Linked DNA regions of Anser cygnoides: region 2 is linked to region 1. A link is a contact called in public Hi-C data. All regions are on one chromosome and are shown on one strand. Each heading gives the region's core, a stretch centred on a gene start, on an enhancer-like site or on the middle of the called end of the contact. The rest is flanking DNA. Distances are from core to core; before and after follow the strand shown. Region 1 overlaps PLCB1 (phospholipase C beta 1). Region 2 holds the start of HAO1 (hydroxyacid oxidase 1).

Evidence for each region. Hi-C and Micro-C count contacts between places; a contact is called where the count stands out from the background.
Region 2: a Hi-C map of liver shows a contact between it and region 1, with 2.5 times the contacts expected there. The contact joins the promoter of HAO1 here to the enhancer-like site in region 1. A contact is called at or near these places in 2 of 7 Hi-C or Micro-C datasets (both in liver).

What each region holds. Positions count from the first base shown.
Region 1 is chr3:5,926,501-5,934,103 of Taihu_goose_T2T_genome, reverse strand. All of the region lies in intron 4 of PLCB1 (phospholipase C beta 1), which reads left to right. All of the region lies in intron 1 of LOC125182440 (a long non-coding RNA gene), which reads left to right. Among named protein-coding and RNA genes, the nearest start is that of PLCB1, 100 kb to the left of the region's middle. Within about 2 kb of position 3,618, at least 1 of the 3 cell types and tissues checked has open chromatin away from gene starts, as enhancers often do. A contact at or near this core is called in liver, where this site is marked.
Region 2 is chr3:6,055,841-6,063,443 of Taihu_goose_T2T_genome, reverse strand. HAO1 (hydroxyacid oxidase 1) reads right to left here and starts at 3,307. Exons shown (of 8, transcript XM_013182177.3): 1 at 1,105-3,307. The coding sequence starts at 1,241. The region is part of intron 4 of LOC106036652 (a long non-coding RNA gene); the gene reads left to right. TMX4 (thioredoxin related transmembrane protein 4) reads right to left here. Exons shown (of 8, transcript XM_066995384.1): 8 at 6,717-7,603.

The DNA.
Region 1 (7,603 bases), core at 2,369-4,868:
TTCTGTGGCAGGTGAGATGGTATCGTTGGTGTGTATTAGTGGTTTGAGTGACAGTGCCCAGAGGGTGGTTGCAGTAAAGCAGCTGTAACCCATTTCCCTTCTCGATCTGTAGATTTTAAACAACTATGTGCAGGCTTTAGGCAGGTGCTTACTCTTTCTTTGAGCAGCACTATCTGAAAGAGAGGAATGCAGGTGTGTGACTCCGGGTCACTGGAACCACCACGTTGCTCTCACAGACCCAGCCTGGCATCGCTCCGTCTTGGTGCATATCACGGCGATGTGAGTGGGTGCCATGCTGGCCTGTGTGCCCTCCAGGAGGTACGGAGCTTGCCTGACATGTTGCAAGGTGCCAGGGGCTCCACGTGGGGCACAGGGGGTTTGTGGCCGCTGCCTGGGTAATGTGGGCACGGCTGCTCTGCTGAGGAGGGTTTGAGCCCTGATCCATGTGGACATCAGTTACTTGGCCAGAGATCACTCCTGAAAACGGTGCCCTTTGGAGCACAGGTGCAGCTGTGAGGGGGGTGCAGGAAGGATCCTTTTACCTCTTGATTCCACAGTGTATTTCATAAAGCATCAGCTGATGTCTTGGCATCCAGGAAACAAGAGAAAGTTGAAAGGATGAAATGCATGCGCTTAATAAGCGCATTCACAAATGCCTTCTGTTGGCAGGTAATTATGTGACCCACGGCGAGAAGATTTTTAAGTGTCACGGTGGTGAGGTCCCAGGAATGTGTTGCAGAGGACAGGCACAGGTTTGCTGGAGAAGTTGTGTGCAAGTGTTTTATTTCTTTTCGTGTTTTTACCAAAGGCTGAAGCTAGTGCTTAACAAAGTTAAAAGACTTGCATTGACTTCAGTGGTATTTTTGAAGTAGACCTCAATCCTCAAGAAAAATCCTTATGGTTTGATATATTCCTTTTGGGACACTCCAGAAAGAAATAGCTTGAGAATATCTTGGCAGATAAAAATGATCCAAGTATGTGAACGAAGCCTCCAAGGCACCCTGCTCTTGCGGAGCTGGCATTGTGTTGGCAGGGGAAAATCAAAGGAGATGCGTGCCGTGCTGTGCACACCCTGATCCCACCCGTTTCTGACAGCTGCTTGAGTCAGTCTGCTGAGGGGATTGGGCCTTGCTTGGTTTTGGTTTTGCATCCTCATGTTCTGCAGTGCACCACTTTAAAGCAAAGCAGCGTGCACATGGTTGTCAGAGGAGGGGTAGCACATGTTTGTCTGATTTTGTTCGGGTGCTGTGTTTAACTGCAAGTTTTATCATCTTGCTCATGGACAGAACCTGAGCGCGTGCTCTTCTGCTTGCCAGGACATCGCCTGGGTCACTCCATCTTTCAGGTCTCAACGAGCAATGTTTTCCAACATCTTCCCCTACGGATGGGTTTAGGCTGAGCTGATTTGAAGGAAATACTGCAATCTGGACAACTGCGGGGAGTTACTTGCAATACTGAGATACTGTCCCAGAGACCAGCCGGTGGTTACAGTGTGCCGCAGCATTCTCCCAGGCTGGAGGCAATTATAGCAACTGCTCTCTGACCTGAGAGGAGAATTTACAGCCTGTTAGTATTTTCTAATTGCAGCCATCAGAAATCTCAGCCCTATCCATAGGTAACACGGTGGCCTTGAAATCCTGGGATGGGTCAGAAGCTGTGTCGCATAAAATTGCCCCTGAAATTGCAGAGCTGTCTGTGAGACTTACTGGGCAGGTGGGACAGGGTGCACGGTGTTAGCATCTCCACCTGACTTAGCTCACCCTTGCAGCTGGCTGTGGCTTATAAAAGACCTTGCTCTCTTAATAGGATGGTTACCCATCGTTCTGGCATGTTCTGGTGGCCAAGCCAGACTGGATCGAGCACAGCCCTGTCTGGCAGCTGCTCTGCTGACAGTTCTTGTCATCTCTCAGAGGAGAACCATCCCTTCCTGGTCGTGGTGGGGCTCCTCCCTGTATCACCCCATCTGCTCATCCCACTCTCACCCACCAATACGATCAGATTTTTCTGTTTGCTTGCTTAAAAAATTGTTCTGGAATTGTTGGAGGGGATTTTAAACGTTTTATTGTGTTTCTTGGAGATGGCAAGTTGTTTCATGACATGGACTATCTGACAACAGGGATTCTTCCAGGCTGATACAAGTCCCCCCAGTATCTCCACATTCAGCTTTCTGTGTGTTGGTGCTTGTTGTGTTTGAAAAGTATGTTGGTTTGTTTCCCCAGGTTGTTGACAGTGCCGTTGGCAAGATTAGATTCTGGTGTAAAACACATTGCCATGAGCATAAACATGCATGATACTATTATTTTGACTTGTAGGAAGGTTGAGTCTCCCAATAAAATTGGAGAGGGATGTTTTGCAAGTGATTCATCATTTATTGAGATAATTTATCTTCTCTTCTTTGAAGTCCTCCTATGCTCCACTGTGAATGAATGTCAGGCGTTCCTCTTGATACGAGAGTACTCCTCCTAAAATAAAATGTATAGAGCTAAAATTGTATGCTCTTAAAATTGCACTCTGACAGTACAGAGAAGTTAGGTCTGGTGGCTGAATCCCTGAGCAAGCTGAACAGGTAGTTTTTATTTTCACTTCTGCTAGAGATCTTCAGTGTCACCTTGACCAATTCACTTTATCCGTGGCCTTCTCCCCAAGAGCAGAGTAAAGGTAATGTTTTCATTTTCTTCTGTAATTCTTGCTGTAATTTGTAAGCACTTTGGGGTAGGGCTTGCCCCGTACCCTGGCCGAGTGTGCACTCATTATTTGGGTCGCGCAGCAACAGCAGGTAGGAGATAAACATGGGGTGCTTTTAGCACCCTGTGGCGATGCAAGCCCTGATAGAAGCATTGCTTTACCAGCATAAACGTGTTTTGTTTAGTTTTTCTTGGTATAGCTCTTTGTATTCTGTAGAGTTTGTTGAAGTTAAACCATAAATAGTTATGATAAGTCTGTCTACAGTGAGCAATTTCCTGACCAAAGTGTAATGACAGAGTTTATTAAATATAGATCTCATCCTAGTGTGTACACAAAGCCAAATGCAATTAAGCTGTGTCATGGGCGAAGCCTAATTATAACAACAGGTAAAATTCTGCAGCCGGTCTTGCCTTTAAAATTGCACAGCCATGCTGAGCGACAAGTAATCCAGTACTTTGCTCCAGCTGAGGTATTTACCCAGTCGCCTTCTGTTCTCCACGAGAAACTTATTAAGGTAGATGTGTTTTGCATCGTACGGCCAGAATTGATGGAAGCAGGAGGTATCCCGTGGCACGAAACGCGGAGCTGCAGGTTCCCCCGGGAGCGCCCCGCTGGCAGCGCACTCTCCCCTCCCTGCCACAGAGCAGTCCAGCTTGGTGACCTTTGGTTTCACACAGACAGGAGTTTAATCGCATATAGACGGGGCCCAGCTGGTTGGATCTTTAAATAGTTGCGAGTGCTTGACTGGAAATAGTGTGGTTCAAAAAGGAAAAGTTTCTCGTCAGTTCAGGCTACTCTGCCTGCTGCAATGCCAACCGCACCGGGATCGAGTGCGTTCCCCAGGCAGCATTTCTGAGCTGCGGCCCCAATTCTGCAGGACGGAGCTGAAGTGGAGGCCCTTCACAGAAACCTTGCTCACCTTGGAAGCGAATCCAGGCACAGCAACCTCCGCGGGTCTGCAGCACGCAGATGGCTCGTGTTGTGCTGGTAGCAAGCGTGAATGCACCAGTTGTTCGGTGTCCTGTAACACAAGACACTTGTTAAGAGGCGAACAATATGGTGTTTCACTTGGAGCCTACACGCATTTTATTTACCAGTGCTTACGTGGGAGGGCAGGGTGCCATTGTTGGCTCCCAGCGGCTGCAGAGCGAAGCTGGAGCAGTTCTGTGGGTTGCCTCAGGGTTCCTCCTCCTTTCTGTGGGGATGCAGACAGAAGAGCTGGGTCTGAGCTATTTTAAATGCTTTGTTTTTGCTTTGTTTCACTGTGTCCAACCCGGAGAGAGAGGAAGTGCTTGCTGACAGTGGGAGGCTGTTAGTTCTGCTGGAAGCACATAAGTAAGTTTTTGTAGGGTTTCCGTGCTTTTTGGACTGGAACTTCTTTTCAGCGCTGGATTCACTTGCAGCTTATAACGATATATTGAGGTAGGGATTCTGGTGTATAATATAAAATATTAGATAATGTTCCCATTCCTCACCTTACCAAAGCCTTTGGTTTTAACTGTGAATGTTATGCTGTGCTTATCTCCTGCATCCAGCTCAGCCGAGTGATTCCGTGCTAAAATGGGACTTCACTGACATACTGGGGAGTTCCTCCATGTGCCGCACAGTTAGCTGAACAAATACACGAAGCTCTCCTTTTACTGAGGATATTTTCTTTTGGAAGTAAAGACAGGATGAGATCTAGAAATTGTTTTTATCAAGCCACAAAACACTATCTATTTATTCATGAAAAATGAACAGATAGTGGATGAAGTCTTGGCTATGTGACAAAACATCCCTTAGAACAAAGGTAGCGCCTGTAGCATCTGCCAATTTATTGTGCAGAGCTGGAGAGCTAAATGCCCTGGAGCTCTTTGTCAGTATCCCAAAATCTGTGGTGTTCGGAGGGCCTGGGCTAACCCCTTCTGCAGAAACAAGTGCCTGACCTGGTGACTGGGAAGAGGTGCTGCGAGCTGTCTCTCTGATCCCCCTGCCCTCGTTACAGCAATTTCTCCTGTACTGAGAGCACCTACCCACGGTGATGCTGTCTGCTTCAACCCAGTTTGTCTCACGAATATGCATAAGCAGTTTCTTTCTTTTAAAGTTCTTACAATTGATAATTCGAAGTGGCTAAGTCAGCTCCTTAGACACTGGTTATTTGTTGCAGTAAGTCCACTGGTTGGAAATCCTGACGGTGGTGATGAGAGGAAGGAGCACATGACAGCGTGCAGTGTAGGCGCTGTATTTTAATACCAGGGTGTTGAGCTAGGAAGAGCAAAGGAATACATGTGTTCTTTACGCGCTGGTGTTTGAGTTATCTTTTTTTCTGTGTTGACAAGCTTCCCATGGGAATTCTCCTTGAACAGGCATCTTGAAATAAGAATTATAATATTTAATGGTCTTTAAAAATATTTATTTGCTTTTGACTTTCAGAGTTAAAGTAATACCTCTGTGAGAGCGACATGTCTATGCGGTAGCTTTAATTTACTGCAAGTTTGATTAATGCTAATTTGTTGATGTAAAAGGATTTATTTTGGTGACTTAACTGTATTAACTGAGAAGAATAAATGTCCTAATTTAATATTTACGTAGTTGTCCTAGTAATAGACTTCCTACGTCCTAATTATATAAGAAAGCCAAGTGTCTGTACTGACAATAGTTCATATATACTCGTAGGTTAAGAAGCAGAGATAGGTAATCAGACTTTATTCCTCACAAGCGACTCTTATCTCATGAAACAAGCAAAAGCTATTTTATGACCCATTAATTTACAGCTGGTTCATAATGATGCATATTTTCATATTTTTATAAGATTCTGTTGCCATCATGCTCAGGATTACTCAGATTGCTTACAGATTGCACTTCATTTCTCTTATTTCTTCCCCTAAAGGTATTAATAGGGTCATCAGAAATATTTATTTTTAACGAGTTTGTACTTGAACACATCTTAATTTTCCAACTTTGATATCTTGGCAGTTAATGTTTGACATTTGATAGGTTTCTTCTAATTCTCTTGATCTTACTGCCTGTAGTTTTGAAGTCAAAAAAAATAAATCCGTCCTGTGGTTGTTTGATAAATAAGATAATTACCTGGTTTCTGATGCTTAGTTTTATGTAGTAATTTTGAGACACACCATGTCTGTTTTGTGGGAGAACTTTCCATGTGAGAGGGGAATGTTACTGACTTTGATGTATTTTAGTTCAGTAAACTGGAGGGAGTGAGCATCCTTAGGTTGAGAGAGCAAGCTCAACACACAAATTTTGAAGTCGTGCTAGTACAGAAGCCTTTCTAACTTCATTCATTCTGGCCATTTCCTTTAGGAAGAAAACTTCAAAGGCACAAATAGCTATTTTCTAGTGAGTGTAGGCTGTTTAATTGTCCCTTTGTGGCTTTGAAATCTCAGCTATGTTTTAGGAAACAGAGGGACTGCAATTGATTTGTGCAGTCTGTTATCATTCAGTAGCAAAGATAAATTGTTAAATGTTCTTAAAGCACAATGTTACAATAGGAAATTGTTGTTATTTAATATCAAGATAAATCAGGGAATACAAGGACTAATTTGGAGGATGGAAAACAATCACGTTTTAGAAAGGCTTTGTTTGTGGCACAAATCTGCATGTCAAAGACAACAGCAGCTAAATGATGTAGAATCTCATGTGCAATTAATTTATTTGGGGGGGGAGTTGATGCTACTTTGTGACTAGGGTAAATCCTTTGAATCTTAGATGCTTTGAACATTTTTGTCTGTCTTTTTAGCAGTGCTCTCTGCTTTAGGAATTAAAGTCTGCCCAATAGTGTGGAGCAGCTAGGTTGCTGCTGCTTGTAATGAAAATAAACAGAAATTAAAATCAGGGCAAGGTCTTTGCCTGAATAAGGGGTGGTGGTTTGGTTCAATTTGACTGTCACGATTTTAGTGACTGCAGTGTCCCGATTCAGGAAAGCTTTCCGATTTCAGCGTGTAGCAGCAGAAGTGAAGTTACATTATGCACTTAACCTGTTCTGGGGGAGGGAAGGACGTTAGTGGCTGCATATATGCTGCCTGCAGTGTAGCTGGGAATTAGTGAAAGCCAATTTGATTAAACGGGTCTGGATAGCAAGATGACTGTGTGTCACAACTAATTACTTGGGTACATCTAGCTGGTTTTGCTCACAGCTAAATAACAGTTTGAAAAGAACAAGTTAATTTCACACGGTGTTCTTTAGCGGGAACGGGGGCCGGGTGATTGCTTCGTAAACCATTTCACTCAGTTTATTTTCAGAGAGCTTTCAGTGTGCTAGGAGATGATCAAATGTTGCTTTGTAGCTGAAGAGTGTGATGCAGGCTGAGTCCTCGTGGATGCTGAGGAGTGCCTAAATGCACAATAAATACACTGATCTTCCACGAATACTTTGAGTGCAGCCCGACTGCAAGATTACCACCAGGCTGGAGAGAAGCTAAATGATAACGTGAAACTGGATACCGTGGATGCAAAGGGGAAGAGTGCAGCTTATGTTGGAGTCAGTAGCAAAATGCCCACGAGCTCTGGCAGGGCAGGCTTTTGTTCACAGTATTACAGGTATACCTTGATACAACCAAACTGAAACTGTGGGCTGGGACTGCAGGGCTCTTGTCTTAATTTGTGGCCACGTGGAACTGCTCAGTTTTAAAGCACAGTGACAGTAACCAGAAATACATCAACAGCATGAATATTATGTCTCAAGGGAAATATTTTATCCTAATGAAAGCAAGTCTTGCACAGCTGTTGATGCGGGTCCCATTTCATCCTCACACACTGCCCTAGCATTTGCACCCGCACACCCTAGCACAGACAGCAACCCATGCTGGGTGCTGGGATTAAATAAGTGCCGTGGATCACCTGAGGAATATTGCTGTTTAAATGACATCTAGAAGGTTTCTGATTTAGCTTAATATTGACATAGTACTAGACTCTACACAGA
Region 2 (7,603 bases), core at 2,058-4,557, 130 kb before region 1:
TGAAAGTGAAAGAAAACCAAAGTAGGGAGGGAGAAAAACTGAAAATAAATTGGGAAAAATAGTTATGGTTTGTTAGACACAGCAGGATTAAAGACAAAGCCTTAAGAGATTAGTAAAAGACAAGTGCAGGGGAGTTAGATGTCCACACCAACAAAAGACAGTAACAGAAGGAAAGGGAAGTTAACACCTGCAAGTTTAAACAGTTTGACTGGGATCAACCAGGATGAGGTGATCAGCCCGCTGGCTGCGTTCTCTCCTTTCTGCTCTGCTGGGGATGATGCTCTGGTAGCAGAGCTGCAGCACAGATTCAGGGAATGGGGAGCCAATATAACACAAAGTGATTTGACATGAGTTTTGACACTCCTCCACTGAATCTGACAGGAAATGTTGCTTTACTCTGTGCTGACCTTGCACTTCTGGGACAAAGGGTTGAGTGATTTGAGGTACTGATGACAGGAGCCCAGAGCTATGGTCTGCAAGTCAAAACTGGTTTACAATAATACCTATCATTTACAATATTTCATGGTGAAGTGCTGACCTTTTGTTGGAAATCTCCTGAACAGTCAGTCACACAACAGCCACATAGTACTGAGCACTGGCTTTCAGAGCTTGCTCCAGAGCACACGGCTAGGATATGCTAGGATAGGCAGCTGCAATTTAGCAGTGTTGCACAGACTTACCAGGGAAGGCCACAAAAGTAACTCAGTTTAGGAGGTACAGTTGTGTTGAAACTGACTCGGGACCTAAAAAGTACAATAATACACAAATGCATTGCCTGTATTATAGCTTAAAATGTAGAAACTACACTTTCATCAGCTTATGAAATATTCGTTACACCTGGAAAGTTTGTTTCCTGAAACAAAAGAAACGTGGGTAAAGTTAAATCATGCTAGTGGATTTTTGGTACTGCTTTTTGATAGAAAATGTTAGGTAAAGGAAAAGAAAGGGGAGAGACAGATGTTCTGAGAAGGAATTTTGAGTCATTTGGCTAAAAATAAAGAAGTTTCAGAAAAAGCAAGTTTTGTTGACACAAAAAGAATATTGCACCACATCTACTAATAACACAGAACTTACGCACTCTACAACCTTAAATTATCCTCCTACCTTGAAAATGCTGCCACATTATCTGCTAACGTTTCCTGGTCATCCGCTCCAGATCGGTAATAATCATACACTGATTTGGGGAGAAATTTTTTAGCATAATCTTCAAAATCCGAAATACAAACTGGCTTTCCAGACATGTTTGCAGATCTCACAGGATAACTTTATTCCTACTTTCCAATCTTTTAAACTTTGTATTTCTGTCTGTAAATCATTAATGTGGGATCTCATCGAGATTTGACTTGCTTATCTATGCACAAAAAATATACACCAACTTCTTGTGTCATATTGGACTTCAGCACCACATTTTATTTCATGTGGTGAGGTGAACCTAGAACATAATGGAAAAAGACTCAAAACTCCAGTAACAGGCAAGTACCATCTCTTGTGTATAACTATCGTCAAAAATATCCAGGAGACTGAAAAAAAGATACCTTTTATGTTCAAAAAGCAAAATTCTGATTTAGTTGATTTATAAAAGCAGGTCTGAGCCTGGACTGGCATTTAGAACAACAGTTAACACAAGCATGTTTCCAGTTATTTCCATTAAAACTCCAAATTTTGAGCCAAGTTGCATAAACCCAGCTGTCACCCAGCTAGGACATTTAATATACCCTCAGGCAAGTAATTCCTGTTTTTTTAGGGTAATTCCACCTCCACAACCCAGAGAGCTCTGTTCTTAGAATGTTATCAAGTCATGTGCAGTCACCAGCTTCAAATAAAATTAGCTTACTAGAGATGATACTCATCCAAAATACAACATTAAGATTTCTTGATTTAATTTTCATTTAGGATTTAACAAATACCACATATATACTTTGTTTGGAACAGGTATACAGTATTTGTTTGATAGGGAAAACTTGCAGTTATATCATGTGTATATAAAACTCAGTTTTCCTCCTGCACACTTGAATTATTAACAATTGTTTTTAAGAATAAAAAAACAGGTTTGGGGGAGAATACAGAAATTGGTCCCTTTTTTGGAAATACTCTCTAAAGCACAGTATAAAACATGGCAGAGCTTTGCAACAAGCACAGGAACAAAGCAGCATGCACTGTGGTCACCAAAGCCCAGCACACACCTCTGTTTCTGTCTACAGTGCAAGCAAACCAGAGAACCTGTTGTTTGCTTACTGTCAGTTATTTGTGAGGAATCTCGTGATGAACAAACATGAAGAAATGCAATGCAACAGAAGTACATACGTGCCTTACTTCCTCCAAAAATTTGGGATGTTAAGTTACTTGGCGTTATCTAAATTCTTCAGCATTGATGAAGAAATCGAGTTAAATATAGATATACCTCTGTTAAAACCACAGCCATCATCCTTGCTGTTGGTTTATAAATAACAACTAGGAACACAATATTCTGCAAAGAGTGAGAGGAGTGCTTAAGATTCAAAGGAGATTGTCAAGCATCTGTGGAGGAGTATTTCAGGGACTGGAGCAGGAAGGATGGTGCCAACTGTAAGGTCAGTTTCAGAAATCATCTTAAGAGAATGATGGCACTGAAGAGATTTGCAGCTAGAAATAGCTGCTTTCCCAGATGAGGGCATCTTAGCTTAAAACATATGGGGCCCCTTAGGGTGTTCATTTTTATAGCTGGTCAGAATATTCATGGGAGAAATTACTGGAAATGATTATCAATATACAATTACACCATCGGGTATTTATAATTGCATATAATTTAAATGCAAACTGGCTTACATTGACATTTCTCTGTGCTCCCAGCACAAAACAGGGGATATATCTGCTTACATTTATTCAGTTTGCATCACATATGCTCTAGGATAAATGGCTGTTTTTAGCATGAGGAAGTAAGCATTGTGTGATAGCTAAACATTTTAATGTGTGCAACTGAATTCAACATTAATGAATGCAACATGTTGGAAATTTGCACAAAATTGCTGAAGGTAACTACACTGTTTCATTGCTGATCTTTCCCCCTACTTTTACATCTATATGCACTTAAAAAAAAAAGAGTTAAGCTCTTCATAGCACTTCCCACATTAACCTTTCACTCTCCATTTATGTTCATTTATCATATTCACGTGATACCAGCCTGTCTTTACCGGTCATTTTTTGCCACTCGTACTAAAAGTTCTCCTCCCCTCCCCATCACTAAATTGCTCACATGCAACCCTTTATAGATCCCCCAAGAAAATGCCAAACATGCCAAAGCACAGTGACTTCTTCTTGCAGCCCAGGCAACACGCCCTCGGAAGTTACAGCCCTCGAAAGCCCACCAGGAGCTAGAGCTGCTTCTACTCCAGACAACCCTTACCACCACTGGCCAGTTTATGAGCTGAGGCATGGAGGAAACTGCCAGTATCAGCACAAAGGAAACAAAACTAAGCAAAAAAGTTTAATCTGTAGCTACACTACAATTGCGTATCCTCTTACTGGTAGCATGAGTGTAATCCCTAGGAGGGCACAGCAAATGTCTCCCCAGCACATCTGACAGCGACACAGACCAGCTCTGACACAGCTTCTTTCCAAGTAATTGGATCCTTATTTTAATGAATCTATCTGGCTGCTCCCTCTCTGGATGAGGGACATCCTGTCTGCTTAACGAGACATCAGCTGTCTTAACTTTAACCTTGGTGCAAAAAGGATAGCATCTTATTTAACAGCAAGGAGTTTGCCCAGGTAACCAAGACAAATCTCACTGGCAAAAGTCAATGTGCAATTGAAATTTGAGGTTGGACTAGATGATCTTGGAGGTCTCTTCCAACCTAGACGATTCTGTGATTCTGTGAAATGTCCAGATGTGATTACGGCAGAGGGGAAAAAAGAAGTGTACCAGTAACACCCTCTCCCATATCAGCTGTTTCTCAGTTGTTTCCTGAGCTGGTCACTAGTGAATTGCCAGTGGAAAACAGCATCACATAAGTGAACCTCAGCTGTACCAGGCTCTGCAAAGGAACCTCTTTGCACTTAAGTTAAAAAAGGGATATCAGAAGTTCAGGATGAAAAACCCACAGAGGGCTGCAAATTACAGACATACAACTTCCAGCTCAGAAAGTGATTCAATCAGAAGCCAAAAAGAAGTGTTCTAAGAAATATCATTACACACTTGTCCTTACATATGTTATTTGCCAGAGAGAGGAAAAGAACTACATAGAATTTTAGCCTGAGTCACTATGTTCCTACTGCAGGATCAGAGAAACATCAGTTATCTCCTGTGAAGCAGCAAAAACTCCACAGGTGAGGAATGAGTCAACTGGGATTTTCTCACTTGAGTTAACTGAAGTAAAGATTAACTGGAAAAGTTAACTCCAGTATATAATTAAAATATTTCAATGTCTCAGAGATTACTTAAGTGTTTCTCAAGAGTGCTGTGGAAAGCTGTTTTATCAAGTAACTTTTTACATAGGTAAATGGCTGTGTTTTAACTTCCAAATTCCCCATGGACATTCCTGAAGTTCTGCAAATAAAGTCAGAAAACACACCTTTATAATTGTGAACGCTAAAGTGAAGTGTTTTCAGTGAGTATCTCGTCAATCAGAGCTGAACCAATCGATTTTGACCCCTCCAAGTCAGAAGAATCAACAGAAAGTATTTTTCTTCAGCCATCTGACTTCAGCATGAGACTGAGCCAAAGACAATGGCTTCGTTGTATGAATGAAGACAATTTTTTCACCCAGGAACAGCAAGTAGGTGGCCCTAACAAGGCCCCAGGAACATCTGTTTTGGGAAGTCAGTTGGGAAGTCTCGGGACTGCCAGGGTGCAGGGAGGCTGGAGCATCAACCAGAGGAACAGTTATCCTAGGAGGACCCACATAACTGGGTACGAGGAAAACAATGCAGGGAAGATGTACAAGAAGGTTCACAGCATCATTTTTGGCTCCATAGCAACCACCACCCTCCTGACTTTACACCTCAGGAAATCAATGCAATGGAAAAGAAAGAGGGAATTGCAAATCACCCCACCTATAGAGCAGTTCTGCTCTGTGCAGACAGGCAGCCCAGGAAACTCACCTGATGTATCCAACTGCGTACTGGATCCTGTCGTTCACATCACCCAAATATGCTGAAGCAATATTTCCTGGTAGTCACAAAACACCACTTCTCCCTCCAGTACACCCAGCCCCAGGGCTTGTTTCTTTAGTAGTACCTGCTCCCTGAGAATTGTCAGAAGAAGTATGATTTAGGTCTGTACCTTCCTGACCCCACATAAGGTGGAGGGATGCCACAGGTAAGTAGGGAGATGTGTACAGCTGTCCTCCAATCCCAGAGAGTGCTAGCACTGTTTGCATGCTTAGACAGTAGATTACTAGCCAAAAAACCTAACCCAATGTAGAGGTGACAACCATCAAGGGTTCACAGTTGCACTGTTTTGCTCAGTCTCCATTTGCCCAGCTGCATTTTATACCTTCAAAAGTTTACTGCTCAGTCCACAGTTATTACCATCAAAGGCTAGATCTAGGTGTGTTTCCAAACATTTTTTCCACTTGTATACAAAGGAAACTGCTTGATAATAGGTTTGTTTCATTTGTTTGTTTTGTTCATTTCAAACCTTGATAAAAGGTTTGTTTCATAAAGTTTGAAGAATCTTCAGAAGCAAGTCACAAGCCATTATTAATTAGAAGATCAGTATTAAAGTTGTTAATTAAACAGATGAGCCATCTATACACTGAAAAAAATGAGAACTACAGCAAGATCGTAAATACAAAATTTATATGGAATTTTAGTAAAAACACCCCTAGTAGAAACTTTCATATAAAAGACAATGCTGTGTAACATTTCAATGAAGAAAGCCCACAGAACAAGCATTGCCCAGCATGCGTGCAGCATACACAGTACTCCAAGACTTGCACACACGATTCATACAAACCTTGAGGACAGCAGTTTTGAAAAGCTGCATTTCTAGCCTCTTTAAAAAGTAACCCACAGGATTTTTTGAGTGACTTGACTTGAAGCATTCATATTCAGATCCATCAGGGACTGTTTTTCAAAGCAGTACATATCCCATTTGAAATTTAAATTGGTTCTCAAAAATCTTAAGTCATTTTTGACATATAGCTCTGGTTTACCAGCCTTATACTTAACAGCTCTATCCTTAATCAACACATTTTTTAACAGTGTTCACAGCAGCTTCTCCAAGGACATTTTGTCTATACTGGAATTGCAAGAATAACTTCCATTTAAAAAATTAATCACAACAGAGGACAGATGACAAAATGCTCAGTTTGCACAAAAGGTTGATACTGACTTTTTTAAAAAAACATACTAAATTTAGTATATTTTAAATCAATTGTAATCATCTAATCAGTACTGTACCTGTATGATTCAATTAAAATGTATTCCAGTGGAAAACAACTGATTCTGAAAGGTACGCTACCATTACACTCTGACTGCGGAACTAGTGGTCTTTCTGTTAAGCCCAAGTGTAGCCTTTGGAGTATCTGCTACTTATTACTTACTGTTTACAAGACAGTATTAAAGTATCTCTGATATCATGCTACAGTATTTTTTTACTGCAGATGTTAAGCCAAATTGGATATAAATGGTTGCAGAGCAGTTGCTTTTCTAATTTTTTTTTTAATTTTCACTAAATTATTAGTGAACTTTGTAATAAGATTCTGCAATACACGTCAAATACAGTCAAACCCAAGTTAGCATTAACATTTCCTATTTTATTCATAAAAACACAGGAGCAATAACATACATGTTATGTTGAAAAGCCCTAGAAGCCCACTATTGCTCATTTCCAGATTCACGAGAGATCTATGAAGAGATGCACCACTGTCACTTGCTGCCTGCCAACTTAATCCCTGCACAGAGTGATCTTGTTAGGTCCGTGATGATGGAAAATACTAACTTTACATTAAGTAATCCAAACTTAACAGTGACATGCAAGAACAGAAGGTCTGTAAGCAGAGACTCCAGAGAATCACGACACAGCAGCAATTTCAGATCTTTCTCTCACAGTATCTCAGAAACCCTGTATCTACTAGGTCAGTCACATTTGTGTTTTGTGTTTTTAAATTCAAAGACACCTTAACAAAATACAACTCCTGGGAGAACACGTTCTTTGTCTAAACATTTAAGAAGCCTTAATACCTCATCTTGAGTACTGACAACATGTAACTTGACTTTTTAATACTTCATTTTCCCAGCAGCGTAAGACAAACTGTGAGGTATATGGATGTTGTGTATCTTTTAAAGTCAAGTCTCTTTAAACAGCTAGAGAAGAATTTAGATGACTGGCTCCATGCTATTATGAAAATGAAATGAAATCAAAATTGAATATTGACACGTTCCCTCCTACACACTGTGAATATAACAAGGCCCTGTGCAGTTTAAAACATCCTCTTTGGTACCCAAGCAAAGTCATCAGCACCCTTAATCTACACCGGATATGGTCTCATATTTTTCAGAGTCTGGTAGCTTTGGATCCATGACTGAAGGGATATATCAATTCTTATCTGACAAATTCACGTAACACTGGTTCCTACTTCTCTCCTGAAATACACCTAAGTCTTGTTTTCCTTTTAGAATT